Regions from separate parts of the Sus scrofa genome. Here region 1 is linked to region 2. A link is a contact called in public HiChIP or PLAC-seq data. All regions are on one chromosome and are shown on one strand. The core of a region is the stretch at or near the end of the contact, and the rest is flanking DNA. Distances in the headings are between cores, read along the strand shown.

What was found. HiChIP or PLAC-seq counts read pairs in DNA pulled down with a chosen protein or histone mark.
Region 1: a contact with region 2 is called in an H3K27ac HiChIP or PLAC-seq map of alveolar macrophages. The contact joins the promoter of CLINT1 here to the promoter of EBF1 in region 2. A contact is called at or near these places in 1 of 5 promoter capture datasets (fetal skeletal muscle) and 1 of 2 datasets of contacts at active chromatin or transcription factors (alveolar macrophages).

Annotation. Positions count from the first base shown.
Region 1 is chr16:65,495,101-65,502,124 of Sscrofa11.1, reverse strand. It overlaps CLINT1 (clathrin interactor 1), which reads right to left and starts at 4,642. Exons shown (of 12, transcript XM_021076894.1): 1 at 4,408-4,642. The coding sequence starts at 4,448. It overlaps LOC110257284 (a long non-coding RNA gene), which reads left to right and starts at 4,656. Exons shown (of 5, transcript XR_002339697.1): 1 at 4,656-4,749.
Region 2 is chr16:64,355,086-64,362,387 of Sscrofa11.1, reverse strand. EBF1 (transcription factor COE1) reads right to left here and starts at 4,377. Exons shown (of 17, transcript XM_005672579.3): 1 at 4,270-4,377; 2 at 3,180-3,298; 3 at 924-1,080; 4 at 293-356. The coding sequence starts at 4,362.

The DNA.
Region 1 (7,024 bases), core at 3,393-5,892, 1.1 Mb before region 2:
ATAAGTGCCTTGCAGCAGTACTAAACAGACTAATTTAAACTACAGAAAATCACCCCTAAGAAATGCTGGCAAAAGGTTATTAAGATTTCACCTTTCTTTGGAATTCAATTCTTAGTATCTGCTTGTGTCCAGTTACTAGAAGAGAGGAAGGATAATGAATTTATTGTTACTGCAATAACGGTTACCTACAATTGGTTCAAAGAAAAGTTGACAGGGGGAGACTAGAAGGCTGACAATCACCTTTGTTTTTAAGAAGCAAACTGAATATAGAGATTTACTGGTAAGATAGGGGGAAAAGGGGAAAAACTATCTCAGGACTGAAAGAAAGGGTAAACCAACGATCAGTTCAAGTTGAAGCATATTTGTAAAGGCAGGTTTCTTGAAGGCAGGCATTGTATTTTTCGAGTTCAGAAAATACAGTACTACTCTGATAACTAATAAATACATTATCTGTTGAAGTAACTGGATTAAATATTTTCTATAAAAGCAAAAGGTTCTTCCTCTGGAATTAGCTAGACTAGAAGAGTAGTTTCCATACTAATGTTAATATTTAGACACTAAAAATATGCAAAGAGGAGTTCCCTGCTGGCAGAGCAGGTTAAGGATCCAGCACTGTCACCACTGTGGCTTGGGTCAGTGCTGTAGCACTGGTTCAATCTTTGGCTCCAGAACTTCTGCATGCTGCCGGATGTGGCACAAACAAACAAACAAACCAAATAAAACAAACCCAACAAACAAAAAACCATGCAAATAATGCTAACAAAAATCAACTTATGGGGGTAAAATACAAAGTATTCTAAGAGAATAACTTAAAATGGTCCATCTATAGCAGCTGCCTTAGGACCCTGGCCAGCACAATTTCAATCACTATCATAAAAACAGTAAGGGCCACTGATGGAATAGATTTGCCATTAATATTATTCCCTGCATGAAGTAAGAAGCAGTAAGAAGCAGTCTGATTTACCACTATCAGGTTACCTTCACTAGATTTCTGAAATCTGGAAAAAAAAAAAAAAAAAAAAAAAAAAAAAGAACTATACAGAAACTTGCAATCTATACCATACATGTGATAACAAAATTTAAAAGTACACAATTATGTCACAGCCTCAGATAAAGGGAGGCAGGTCACAGGATGACAATGGTCAAGCTAGTCCCAGTTGGTGGGAGTAGTGCCACTTATCCTTTCCTGCCACAACTGTGTTTTATGCAACTTGAATACAAGTGGGAGGAAACTGGCACTCCATGCTCTGGCTGGCCTATGGCTTTATCTGCTTTTCCTCAGTTTCATAATGTTCTGCAAAACAGAGCCATTTAATACCACCAGCAGGTGCAATAGTTTTGCAAAATATCTTCCCAATCTCCATAAAAGTCTTCAAAGTCTCAAAAGCCAATATTGGAAATACAGTATTATACTTAAGAACTGCCACCATACTGGATCTAATAGCAGCTCCAGAGGACACATTTTCAAAGAGGCTATTTTTCTTTCTGAAGTAAACATCACTGGATAGAGATATATGCTAAATAAAAGTCCTTATTTCCCTGAGTCATGGATTGCACTTATTTACTGCATAAAGCATTTAAATATAACATTTATTGATTGCCACATTAAAAAAAATCTTTTTTTTTCCAGCTGAAACTGTTTCTGGAAGATAATGACTTTCTAAAATTTATCTGTTGTTATGAAATACTTGTTCCATTTTTTTCTTTCCCTCGATAGAAATGCATGTCTCCAAAATGCCAGCGAAGCTGGAAAAACTGTTACTCTAGCCCAATCCCATCATTTTGAAGGGAATCCAAAGTCTGCAGAGTCATGTGTTTCTGCCTCAAAATATACATATGGCTAATTTAAAAGGCAGTATCAGAATCTGAACCTAGGTCTCCCAAACTTTTAACCAGTGTTCTTCATCCAAACCCTCATTTCTATTCAACCAAGCTCTCAGAGCAGTCCTTAATCACTTCTCTGTTTCCTCATTTCCTAGCTTCCTCATCACCTTATTCCTTTGATAATCAGAAGAGCCATTCTATGGATCTGCTTCCACCTCCATTACGGTAATTTAAGGTGAACTGTCTAACTGGACATAGTGCTACAGTTACTGGTTCTGTAAAAGGCTTACATTTGGGAAGAAGAATTTGTTTTCTCTTGCCAGGGAAAGATGAAAATTAAATTTTGAGTATGTCTCAGTAAAATAACCTCACGTTCTAATCCTAATATCATGTGTCAGACACCCACGAAAGCTTTAAAAAGTCCTTGGTGGCAACATTCTTACATGTTATTGAATAACTTGGTTCAGGTCTCCATTCTAAATTGGGTAGTAAAATGGAAGACAAGTTATTTTTCACAACGGGCTCTCCCCTTAGATGACTTGGTGACTACTTACATGACAAATTTAATTTGAAGATTAGTAACAAAGGTGATACAGACACTATGAAATGAACAAGAGCAAGAATATTGCCTTGATTTGTCTCTTGAAAATGTAGTCTCTTCAAATTTTTAAGTACCAGAAATTTAGTCTCCTAAGATAACAAGGTTTTTTTAAATTGTTTTTCTGCTTCTGTCCTCGGGCTAAGATATAAAGAGGTAGTTCTGCAGAGACTTTTGCACTTTTAAAGATTATTTTAGCTGGTATCCCAGTCTTTCTACCGTATATTAAAAAATAACCAACGAACTTGCATCTGGAAAAGAACTATGATTTTATTTTATCTTTGGAAAGCAAAAGGTATATAAATAACAAAACATCCAAAATAAAGGATTGAGAGCTTAATGATCAAATGAACAGTTTATAAAGGAAAATCAGCAAATCACTTTTCAAACGTGGAGTTTCTCTCTTAACGAAGTTTAGCCTTACTCTTGATGCAGAACACTGACTATGATTATCAAAAGCATACAGATCTAAACATATTGTATTAAGGGCTTTATATGCTATCTAAGCCCTTAGCCCTGAATTCTCATTAACATTCTAAGGTAAGTGTCTATCATTATTTTCATAATGTACCTGAGAAAACTGGGGCACTTAAAGATGAATTAATCTGTCAAGGTTACAGAGCTTGAATCCAGCTCTGCAGGTTCAAAAACCTGTACTCCTTAGGCACTCTACTACCTTCTTGGTAGCATAGAAAATCTGAAAATATAGTCAAATTCTAAATCCTATCTGATGCACTATCCAAACCACTGTGAATTTTTTTTTAAAGTTGAAGTATAGTTGATTTAAAATATTACTTTTAGGTGTACAACACAATCATTTGACATTTTTCTATTATACTCCTTTGAAAGTTATTATAAAATACTGACTACATTCCCTATGCTGTACATTACATTCCTGGATCTAATTTATTTTATACCTAGTAGTTTATACCTCTTAATGAATTATTTTCTTCTGGTGTCACGAAAGCCTCAAGAATTTGCCATCTACACTTTCTGATTTTAGGTTGGGTGAGCAGCACAAATGAACTGTTTTTGTCACCACACTTATTGCATCATCACTAAAACCCAAAAGGAAGGGGACTGGTTAAATTCCTAAACTTTATTTCCTGCTGGCCTAGAAGATCTTACTTAACCCCTGTTACATCACTGTAATATATTCACTTTAAGTGTTAAGGTTTCCCTAGTGGTAGTAAGACACTAAAGTTATCACTTAAGTTTTAAAGAAAAAAATCAACTATGTATTAGTCATTTTACCTGTCAGGGGAGTTAAAAGTGGATCAACAGGATATAAACCTGGGTTGCTTTCTTCTTGAGGGGAAATGAAGTGTAGGGGAAAAGGATCAGAAAGAAAGAATCACAGTAAGTTATGTGGTGATCTACTCTCACTCGTATTAGACAAGCAAAGGATGAGTCGCCTCTTGAGTAACTTCAGTCTGACCACAACGGCCACTTGTTACACCTACCACCCACTCCAACACACCAGGTTCATTAAGGATTAAAAGAAACCCAGCAAGGTAAAGGACACATCGTGACCAAACCTAAGGTCTCCGCACCACAATGAGGGGCGCAGAGAACCCGTGAACTAGGTCCCCTAACCCCAAGCGTTCGCTGCTGCCCAAGAAGCAAAGCCCAAAGCCCGCAGCCAAGAGAGCTCTCCGGCCAGGGCAGCGACCCAGCTCAAGACAACCCTGCTCACCCCCCTGACTAAAGCGTTTATAGCTGGAAGGGTGAGGGTAGGGACAGGGTGAGGAACGCCTGGGCAGGAGAGAATGCGGCTAAGAGGATGTTTCCAAAGAGGAAGGGTCCCTTCCCAGACTCGCGGACTGGGACGCGGCCCGGGGCCGGGGAGACAACCGGTCGCCGCCATGATGGGGCCAACCAGCCGGGGGGCGTGACGCTGGCGGCCCCGCGCGCAGGGCCGGCTCCTTCCCACCCACCCCCTTCTCCCGCGTGGGCCTGGGCCACAACTGCCCCCCGATACTCACGCTTTGTCCACCAGCTCCCGCACTTTCCACATGTTCAACATCGTGCCCCGAGCGGGCCGGGCCGCTACCCCCTCTCCTGCTCCCCACGGACCCCGGAACACTTCCGCGTCGGGGCTGATCCAGGCCTGGGTCGCTGCCGCCGCCCGCCGCCTCAAACTCCCCCAGTCAGCTCCTTCTCTTGCCACAGCCGCGGCGCCGCCAGTGACACGTCGAGACGCGGGGGCAGAGGCGCTGCGTGGAGCGGAAGTGCCTGCCTTTCCGCCGGCTGCGCGCAGGGCACGCTGGGACTTGTAGTTCTCTCTGCGCGCCAAGCGGGACAGTTAAACAGGGAGAGTTGGAGAGGTAAGGTTAGTGTGCTTCCTCTTAAGCTCTCGGGGTTCTCCGTGCCCCTCCCGAGCCCCCTGAGCCACAGAATCTCAAACTCTGGGGGTGGGGCTCGGCACTCTGTACTTTAACAAATCCTCCATGCTCACGTTTCAGAACCAGGGGTGTAGAATCTTGCCACACTCAAACTTGCTTTTCAAACATAAGGTATTATTATGTTAATAATGATTATAAGGAAGTGTGATTGGCCTATGTATTACTCATTTGCAGAAGCTACTCTGTATTTGGTTCCAAATGTCTAAATATACTTCCTTCTCTGGGCTTTAATTTCCATCCTTGTAAATTGAATAGGTTGTGTTTCAAAACTTTTTCCATCCTTGTAAATTGAATAGGTTGTGTTTCAAAACTTTTTCCACTCTTTGACACAGTGCTTTGATATTTAGGCAACTACCTGCTATCCTTGTTACTTTATTATAAAGCTCGGAAACTCAGTTCACATTCCATGGGAAATTGTAGAAAAACAGCAGCACAATACTTATGACAGGCCCAAGAACTTGTCAGGTGAATATTCTTACCACATTCAGTGTTTTATTGCAATAGTTGTCACTTCATTTTTCTCTTGACTCTTTTTTTTTTTTTTTTTGTCTTTTGTTGTTGTTGTTATTGTTGTTGTTGTTGCTATTTCTTGGGCCACTCCCGCGGCATATGGAGGTTCCCAGGCTAGGGGTTGAATCGGAGCTGTAGCCACCCGCCTACGCCAGAGCCACAGCAACGCAGGATCCGAGCCGCGTCTGCAACCTACACCACAGCTCACGGCAACGCCGGATCGTTAACCCACTGAGCAAGGGCAGGGACTGAACCCGCAACCTCATGGTTCCTATTCGGATTCGTTAACCACTGCGCCACGACGGGAACTCCTCTTGACTCATTTTTGAGTTGGGCAACTTTGAAGTTCCTGTGGTCCAACTAATTAAACTTTACAGTTCTTTTCATTGTACATTTTTTTCTTTTTACGGCCAAAACTGTGGCATGTGAAAGTTCCCAGGCTAAGGGTCCCCTCGTAGCTGCAGCTGCTGGCCTGCGCCACAGGCACATTATCAGCGGGTCTGAGTCTCATCTGCGACCTAAGCTGCAGCTTGTGGCAACACTGGATTCTTAACCCACTGAGAGAGGCCAGGGGTCTAACCCACATCCTTGTGGGCATTGTGTTGGGTTCTTAACCTGCTGAGCCACAGGGAGAACTCCTCACTGTACAAATTTTTATTGAGCATTTTCTATGTGTGGGGAGTGAGGAATACAGTTGGGAAGAAGACAGGCAAGGCCTCAGCTCTCTTGGATCTTAAAGGTCTTTGGAGGAAACATAGTGATCAAGGAAACATTTAAGATAATTGCTGATAGAAAGTGCTTGAAGAAAACGGGAGATAATGTTGTGGAGAGTGATGTTTGAGGAAAATAACATTATGGAATATTTAGAGTCTCTCTGAGGACATTTTATTTAAGCTGAAACTTCAGTGATTAAAAAGCTGACCAAAAGAAGAAAATTCTGCAAGAAAAGAATTCCTGGTGTAGGGTGGGGAACCGATGAAAACTCTAATTCACAAAGGAGACGTGAAATTGATAGCTGCTAGTAATGAAGCTAGGTAACAATGATCCCAAATCAAGAATCTAGAACCTCTGACCCCTGGTTAGTCTTCAGGTCAAATCACCTCTTCGTATTGCATCTATTTAATAACTAGAAGCAGCTTCGAAAAGGATTTCAACAAGACTTTGAGATTAAGGCCCAAGACAAGCAAAATTGATTGAAAGAATTGCCAGGCAGAAAAGTACAAAAAAGCGGAAAAGGTGCAAAAGCAAAGCTGAGAGAAGACAGCTGTGCTCTGGCAGACAGATGGAAGTGAGTTGGAGAGGTGACGAGGTGAGTGGGGAGGGTAGTTAAACATGAGCAGAGGTAGGTAGAGAAATCTGGCTTTCAGATGTTTCCTGTTGAAAGGACTGTCCAGCCCAAGCAAGATTCAAAGGGTGGAATGTGGCCAGGGGAGATGAAAAGGAGAAACTGCTTTGCATAAATAAAAGCTGAGCGAGTTAACTTTCAAACAAGTGGGTTCAGGGTACACCCGCAGAATAGGCCTAGCATAAAAATAACCACATTCCCCACCCTAGACCTGTTTGCGCCTTTATAGCAATTCAAGCAGCTTCACCAGAGTTACCCAGAGAGTACAATCTTGTTATCTGCTGCTACAATACCAAGTGTGAAAGTGTCTTGACTTATTCCAGAGTTGCCATCCTGTGGCAG
Region 2 (7,302 bases), core at 3,128-5,627:
AAGTGAAGGAAACCGGCCTTAGGAAGGGGAAGAGAAAAGAAATCGACCCAGCAAGGGCCAAGGACGCCACACCTGGCCCCAGGTACGCGCCCGCCAGTGCGGCCGCCCTCCAGCCGCCTAGGGCCTCCTCAGGTGAAACCTCTTCAGGCGAAACTCAGGAGAAGCCAGTTTACCCTCACGGTGATGGACGACTGAGCTTTGCTCTGGGTTCTCTGGGCCCACCTGAACCCCCTCTCCCCCTCCCCTTACCCGGAGCCCCGGGGTGCCGGCGCGGACCCGAAGGGAGCCTCACCATTGCTGTAGAGGAGCTGGAGCCGGTAGTGAATCCCGTTATTGGTCTTTTCGCTGTTGGCTTCCTGGGTTGCAGCAGGATGCAAAGATACAACAAGAGACGCGGGAGAGAGGTCGGTGTGAGCTAGTGGACTGACTTTGAGGCAACTTTCCCCAAGCAGGATCCCCCGGCCGGGGAGCCGGACAGGCCCGGGGAACAGCAAAAATTGCGGCCAACTGTAATCCCTCTGTCGTCCTCCCGACCCTTACTTCTCCCTCCATCCTTCCAGAAAATTCCGTGGGGCTCGCACGGGCGCGATCCCCTTTCTAGGGCCTGGGGGCTCGAGCCTGGGCCAGCAGAGGTAGGAGCTGCGCGTGGTCGCGCAGTCGAAGGCGGGTTCATTCCCAGCGCCCTTGACTCTAGAGTGCGAAGCCAGGCTCGCCTCTCTCCACCTCTGGGGTCTCTGCGCGAACTTTTTGGGAGCAGGACTTGAACGAGGAGCCCGGGTTCGCCCAGGACGGGAAGTGGCTTGGGGGACCCCGCACAGGAGTATGTTACGGATGCTTTGCACTCGCGGAGGAACGCGCCTCCCAAAGCGCCTGGGCCTATTCCCCAGCCGGGGGCGAGGGGCAGCGGCGCTGCGCCCACTTACTTTTTCCTTCTCCACGAACCCCACAAAGGCTGTCCTCTCGATCTCCACGGGCTGGCCCTGTCTGTCGTAGAGGGCCAGGACGAAGTGGAAGAAGTTGGATTTCCGCAGATTGGAAGGCGGCTGCTTCTCAAAGTGAGCCCGGGCCAGACCCACCCCGCTGCGGCCAAAGACGCAGAGTTAGACGTCTAAGCGGGACAACGACCCGCGACCCCTTGTCACCCCTTACACACGCGCGAATCCTCAAACACCCACGGTCTCTGCTCCCAAAACACCCAGTGGGGGCCTTACACGCACCCTCAAGAGCCTCAGGCCCACCTGGCGACAGGACATGCCTGCTTTCGCTTGTCCTCCCCTCCCCGCCAAGAGCCACTGAGCCCCCCGAACTCGCCAAAGAGGTGTAAAAGTTTTGTTTGGGTTTTGCGCAAAAGAAAAAACGCTGTACGCATTTACTCCGACTTGACGCGCGCTGCATGGGGAGGTAGAAAAGTAGCTGTGGATGAGGTGAATCCGCGACCGCGGAATTAAGCCGGTCATTTACAACTTTGAGAGAGGGGGGCATGGGAGTTGGTTCCCGCCACCGCCTCGAATCTCCCGTGGACAGGTGAGAGTGGATGGGGAACATGCTCTGCTCCTCGCTGCAGCAATCCTCCAGGAAACCTCATGTTCCCTCGGCTGCGGGTGCCCCGTCTGGGGAAGCCACACGTCCCCCAAATAAAGCATGTGGAGAAAAAGGATCTGCGGGTGGAACTCGGAGCTGTCAGAGGTGGTCGCTGTGGGAAAGGGAACTTGGGATTTTTTAAAGATCTGTCCTGACAAACTTTCGCTGTTCCGCAGAAATCCTCACACTCTTTCCAGAAATCCTATGGACAAGGGCTGACAGCTGAGCGCGCCCTCCTGGGGTCTGGAGGCTGGGGCGCCATGAGTGCAGGGCGGCCACTGACAGCCCGACCTGCCCGACACAAGGGCGCGCGCACACACACACGCACGCGCCACACAAACACACAGCACACTTTCGCTTCTAGCCCAGTTACCTAACTCACTCTCACTACCAACCACCCCATCCTTATAATCATTGCGGATGGGAACAATGTTATGGACACTTGTCCCCAACCCCGGGGAAGATGAGAATGATGTAATTAGTCATCCTCCTTCTTCCCCTTCCGCCCTCTCTAGGCTAGATAGGGCCTGGGGCCACCAGATCTCCCATTCTCCCAAGACCAGCTGGTGGCCTGGAAAAAAAAAAAAGAAAGAAAGAAAGAAAGGCCATTTCTCACTTGGGACCAGGAGTCCCCAGAAACGATACTGTGGGTGCCCAGGAAAGTTCGCCCAGGTCAGTTTCCAAGAGCAGTGCCTCCAGGCCACATTCCAGGAGCTGAGAGTGGCTGAGGGGCTAGAAGGGGCCATGGTGACAGAGAATGGGGAAGAGTTTTAGCAGATGTCAGAATTAAAGTTAGGATTTGCTGTTCTCCGGGTGGACCAAGAAAAACTGAAAGCTCCAGAGAGAGGGAAGGAGTACCAGAGAGGAGAAACAAGAGATGGTTCTAAGGAGAAATGGCGAGAGAAAAGAGGAGAGAAAAGGAGTTAAGACAGGAGAAAAAAGAGGAGGTAAGAGTGAAGAAAGAAGAGGAAGGAAAGAAGGAAGAGAGTGAATGAGGAAAAGAAAAAGGGAGGAAGATTGGAAGTAAAGAAAGGAGGAAGAAGGGAAGGGAAAAGGAGGAAAGAAGAAAAGAAAGGGAGCAAAAGAGGGAAGGAAAGGAAGGAAAAGAAAAGTTTTTAAAGGAGAGAAAAGGAAAGAAGGAAGAAAAAGGAAAGGAGGAAGGAAAGGAAGAACGAAGGAAAGAAGGGAAAGAAACAGAGAAGAAAGAAAAAAGGGACGGAAGGAAGAGAAGGAGGGGAAAAAAAGAAAAAGAAAGAAAAGACAACCGGCCGGAAAAGAAATAGCAATCCCAGAAAACACAGATATCCAACATTATGCTCGTGAGATGCCTCTTCTGGCTTAAAACAAAATGAAAACAGTCACAGACGAGGCAGGGGAAATTGCCGGCAAAGCGTGGGCTCTTCTCAGGCAGCTCCCGGCTCTCCGGCCGAAGGCAATCAAGACAGAGCGGCCGGGGAGCACCGAGCCCCAGAGGCGAACAGAGCCGAGCGGCAGACGCAGTAGCGCGGCCGGGCCCGTCGTGGCCACGGCCGCTACCGCCTCCCAGCTCTACTGCTCGCAGCTCGCCTCCCCGGCCGCGGTCCCCGTGCGGTACCCACCTCTGCGCCGCCGTGTTGGCGTCCAGCACCCCGGCGCCCTGCATCCACGTCCGCACCGCGTTCATGCCGCTGCCCAGCGGCTCTTCCTTCATGCTGCTTCCACTCCGTTGGATGCTTTCCTGAATCCCAAACATGAAAACAACCTTTTCTTGTGGAAAATCTCCTCCCCCTTGAAAATTAAAAAAAAAAAAAAAAAAAAAAAAAAAAAGGAAAGAAAAACGCCAGCCAGAGATTTTTTTTTTTTTTTTTTTGAGTCGATGAACTCGCGCTAGAAGATCAAGGCGGGCTGGAAAGCAAATTTTTAAAAAATGTAAACCTTCGCTCAAAACTGAGCGATAACGCGAAAAAAAAAAAAAACGGAGAAAAAAAAGAAGGGAAAATCCAACAAAAAGACCAAAATAAAAAAAAATAGAGATGTATGCTTGGCTGTTGGGGGTTGTTTGGTTGGTTAATTTTTGGTTTGGGTGCTTTTTTTTTCTGCTTTTTTTTTTTTGCTTTTTTTTTTTTTTTTTTTTTTTTTTTTTTTTTTTTTTTTTTTTTTTTTTTTTTTTTTTTTTGTAATGATCACAAGCCGGTGGAGGACAGGAGGGGCTGGAGTTTCCTTTTGAAGAGGTACCGTTCACTTGAAGAAGCAGGAAGAAAAAAAAAAAAAAAAAAAAAAAAAAAAAAAAAAAAAAAGCCCTGGTGGCAATTTAAGAAACAATAGACTCAACTCGCGCTGCCGGCTTTGCTACTTCAAGTGTCATTTTCCACAACCAGGCAAGTTTTTCCTCTCTTTTTTTTTCCTCCTTCTCTCCCAACCAAAGATATTTCTTTCCTTTCAGTGCGTGTAGATGAGGAGGACGCTGGTTGCTGTAGACAGATACACCAGAGAGGGAGAGTGGGATGGGGGGGAGGGGGAGGGGGGTAGGGAAAGACAGAAAGAGAGGAGAGGAGAGGAAAGGAGAGGAGAGGAGAGGGAGAAAGAGAGAGAAGTGGACCCTGCTGAATGGAGATTCTGTTTTCTTCTTGCTAAAATAGAAGTGATTTGCAGGCTTTCCCTATGGAATCCAGTTTGACTCTCCCCAGAGCTAAACACAGGCACACTAACCCCAAAGGGAGGAGGCGGGGCCGGCGCCTCAAGGGGCCGCCCCCTCATTTGCATAACGTCATCCTTCCGCCTCGCCGCAGCCAATCGCAGCATAGGTGCCTTCCAGCTCTCAGCGTAGGGCCTTGCTAGCTCACTAACATCCCTCCTCGGGTGGCGCAGGGGAGCCGGCCAAAGTTCCTCGCAAAGTGGCAAACGAAGAATCTCCGAGCACCGACATCCGAGCTGGGGAGGAGCGGGGCTGAGCTGGGCAGACTCGGGCAGAAGGGAGACAGAAAGAAGGGGAGCAGGATTTGAGTTGGGGTCTGCATCCTGGCCTTTGCGGTCGGTTTAACATCCTCGCCGCGCCCTGAAAGCGCTAGAGGCGCACAGGCTGCGCCCTCGCTGGGCGGATGCCGAGTTCTGCTCCGCTGTTCTGGGACGTCGGGGGCAAATGTGGAGGAGACAGGAGAGCCCGGGCAGAAAAAGCAGGACGTGCATCCCAGGTGCCCACCTCTTCGCTTTGAGGAGGGGGTGGTGGGTTGGAAAATGGGTGCGCGAGATCGGTATTGGGAGTCTGCGGAGGGCACACTGCCTCCACGCTGGCAGGGAGGAGTGGACCCTGGGCCCAGGCAAGCGAGGCGCTATGGATCCGCAGGGAGTGGGGACCAGTGCTCTACCCATAGTCAAGCCTCCGAAATGCTTCTCGCTCGGCAGCATTTAGCCTGAAGGGCGGCGATTAGCCTGGAGGGCGCCGGCGTTAGGCACTGTCCTCACATGCTCACTTCTCCGGAGCACTTCATGTAAAGTGTAAACGGCGGAACGGATGCTCTCCCTGGAGCTGTGCCATGATGCATTTTAAATTTTACTCGAATTCAACCCCCACCCCCTTATCCCCTCCACAATAGTTTTTCTTTAGAGTAACGAACAAAGCAACAACAATGTCTCTGATTAGTTATTTGGTGTAGGGTTTCTCTCCTCCTCATTCTTTCTGTTAAAATGAGGGGCTTGGACAAACCTTTGCCCAACTTCTGTCACCTGCCACCTGTCAAGGAAGAGAGAGACGGAGGAAGGAGGGAACGATCATCGGAGGGAGGAAGGGAAGAAGAAATGGTCTCCTACTTCAGACCTTTCAGCATATATGCTTGTGGCTGGCAAAGGAAATAGCTAGATGTTTCTGGGTAATGCGGCCATCATTTTTTAGCGGGTTGTAACCTCTAATAAGCACAGGCCGAACTTCTGTTTCATTGCCCTCAAAGGAACTCCCTGACTGCAGCCAAATCTGCTAAGGACTCCTTCGGGGAAATTCTCTGCCAGAAATCCAGGTCCCCTTTCTGCCGGCTTTCCTTGGCCCTTTGATTTAGGAAACTCATGGGGTCAGTGATGGAAAAGTACACATGCCCATGTTGAATGGAATGGAGACAGGCAGAAGTTATGCTTTGTGCTCTTGGCAGAGCAGGAAAGTGGGAGCTACTTCCAGACTTCTAAACTAGATTAAAGACTGTGTTTCAGCCCTGAGGCTCCATCCACTGTCCTCAACACTGCTTTATCTCTTGTGCACAAAGCCTGCCCAGTCTCATACCATTTAATGTGGAGCACTTAATGTGATGAGCTCTTTCTCCCTGGTACCATAATTAAATAATTAATGCCATCTCCTCCAAGACCCTCTGGAAGAGATCTGTCTGATCCTCTGGATCCCCACAGCATCTATCAGAGTTCCTAGCACACAGGAGATGTTCATGAAGGCTATGTTGGTAGAAACACTGGAAGGTTTGTAAAGAGGGGAAAGGGGGAGTTGGATATTCTCCATCTCTATAAAAGTTTAATGCACCATTGCCTGCTAAAAACTTCCTAAAGTTCTAAATTTAACCTCCAAGGCCCAAAGCATCCCCAGAGTCAATCCTTTCCCCTGCCTGGACCAGACCCTGCCTTCTCTGAGGGGAATCCTTCAGAGAAGGAGGACCAGGAATCAGGGGCCCCCCTCCTATCAAAGAGTCCCAGATAGCACTGGCATAAGACCCAGACCTCCCCCTCCTTAATTGCCTGAGCTTCCCTTTTACTCTCCGGAGCAGTGTTCGTTCAGGAGACCAGGTTGAATCTGATGAGGTACATAACCCAGTGATGGGGAACACAGAGTTGGGATAAGATCACTGCCAAGGGTGACAGAGAAAGGAGAAACAGCCACTCTGAGGTCCAGGATCAGTGAGAGGCACACAATACATGGATTTCCGGGGGCGGGGGGGGGTGTGAGCAAATCTAGAAGTACTCAGCAAATGAGTGTTTATTGAGGGGCCTGAAGCTGCCTGATCCTAATGAGAAACTGTCCCACAGAAAGAAGCCTTCAGCAACCCAATTCCTACGAATACCTTCTGCCCCATTAAATAAAGTATGCTCACCAACCCAGAGCCAAATAGCACTGGTCTTATCAAAAGATTCCTACCCCCTTTTATTTTTCCTCCTATGGCCTGGTGTGTGTGAAGGTTGTCTTCCTCCTATTTAGTTCCCAGAGATAGCTGGCTCTGGGGCAGGAACTGGGTTGCCCTTGTGCTTTCAATCTGGCTTTCTCACCCAGGAAGAAATGTTTAGGTAGAAAGGGAGCTAAAGAGAAGGTAGAAAAGAGACAGGGAGTGTGATAGAAAAAACTGGGAGCAACACCCAGACCAGCAGAGTGGTAGCTTTTCATGGATTTCCTCTGATGAATATTGAACTAGCCCTTGCAATTTTAAACTTTGAAAATTCCCATAAGCCATTGAAAATTCCCATAAGCCATTTTCAGTCTTATATGTGGAAGGAGCAATTGGAAATGCTCGATATTTCCCCAGGAGTTCAGACTCCCTCAGAGCTTCTCAAAGTTTCTTCCACGGAGAGTGGGATTTGGTGTCTACACCCCTCCCTCTCAGTTGCTCTGAACAGTAGAGTAGAGAGAGCTGCTCAGCCCTCAGGGACTCCCCACACTGAAAGCAGCTCAGGCCCAGTGAGCAAGCCCCCCTCCTCACCCCAGACTTTAAAACCTTCCTGCTCTTGGCTATCCCAACCCTCTTAAGGCACAGAGAGATC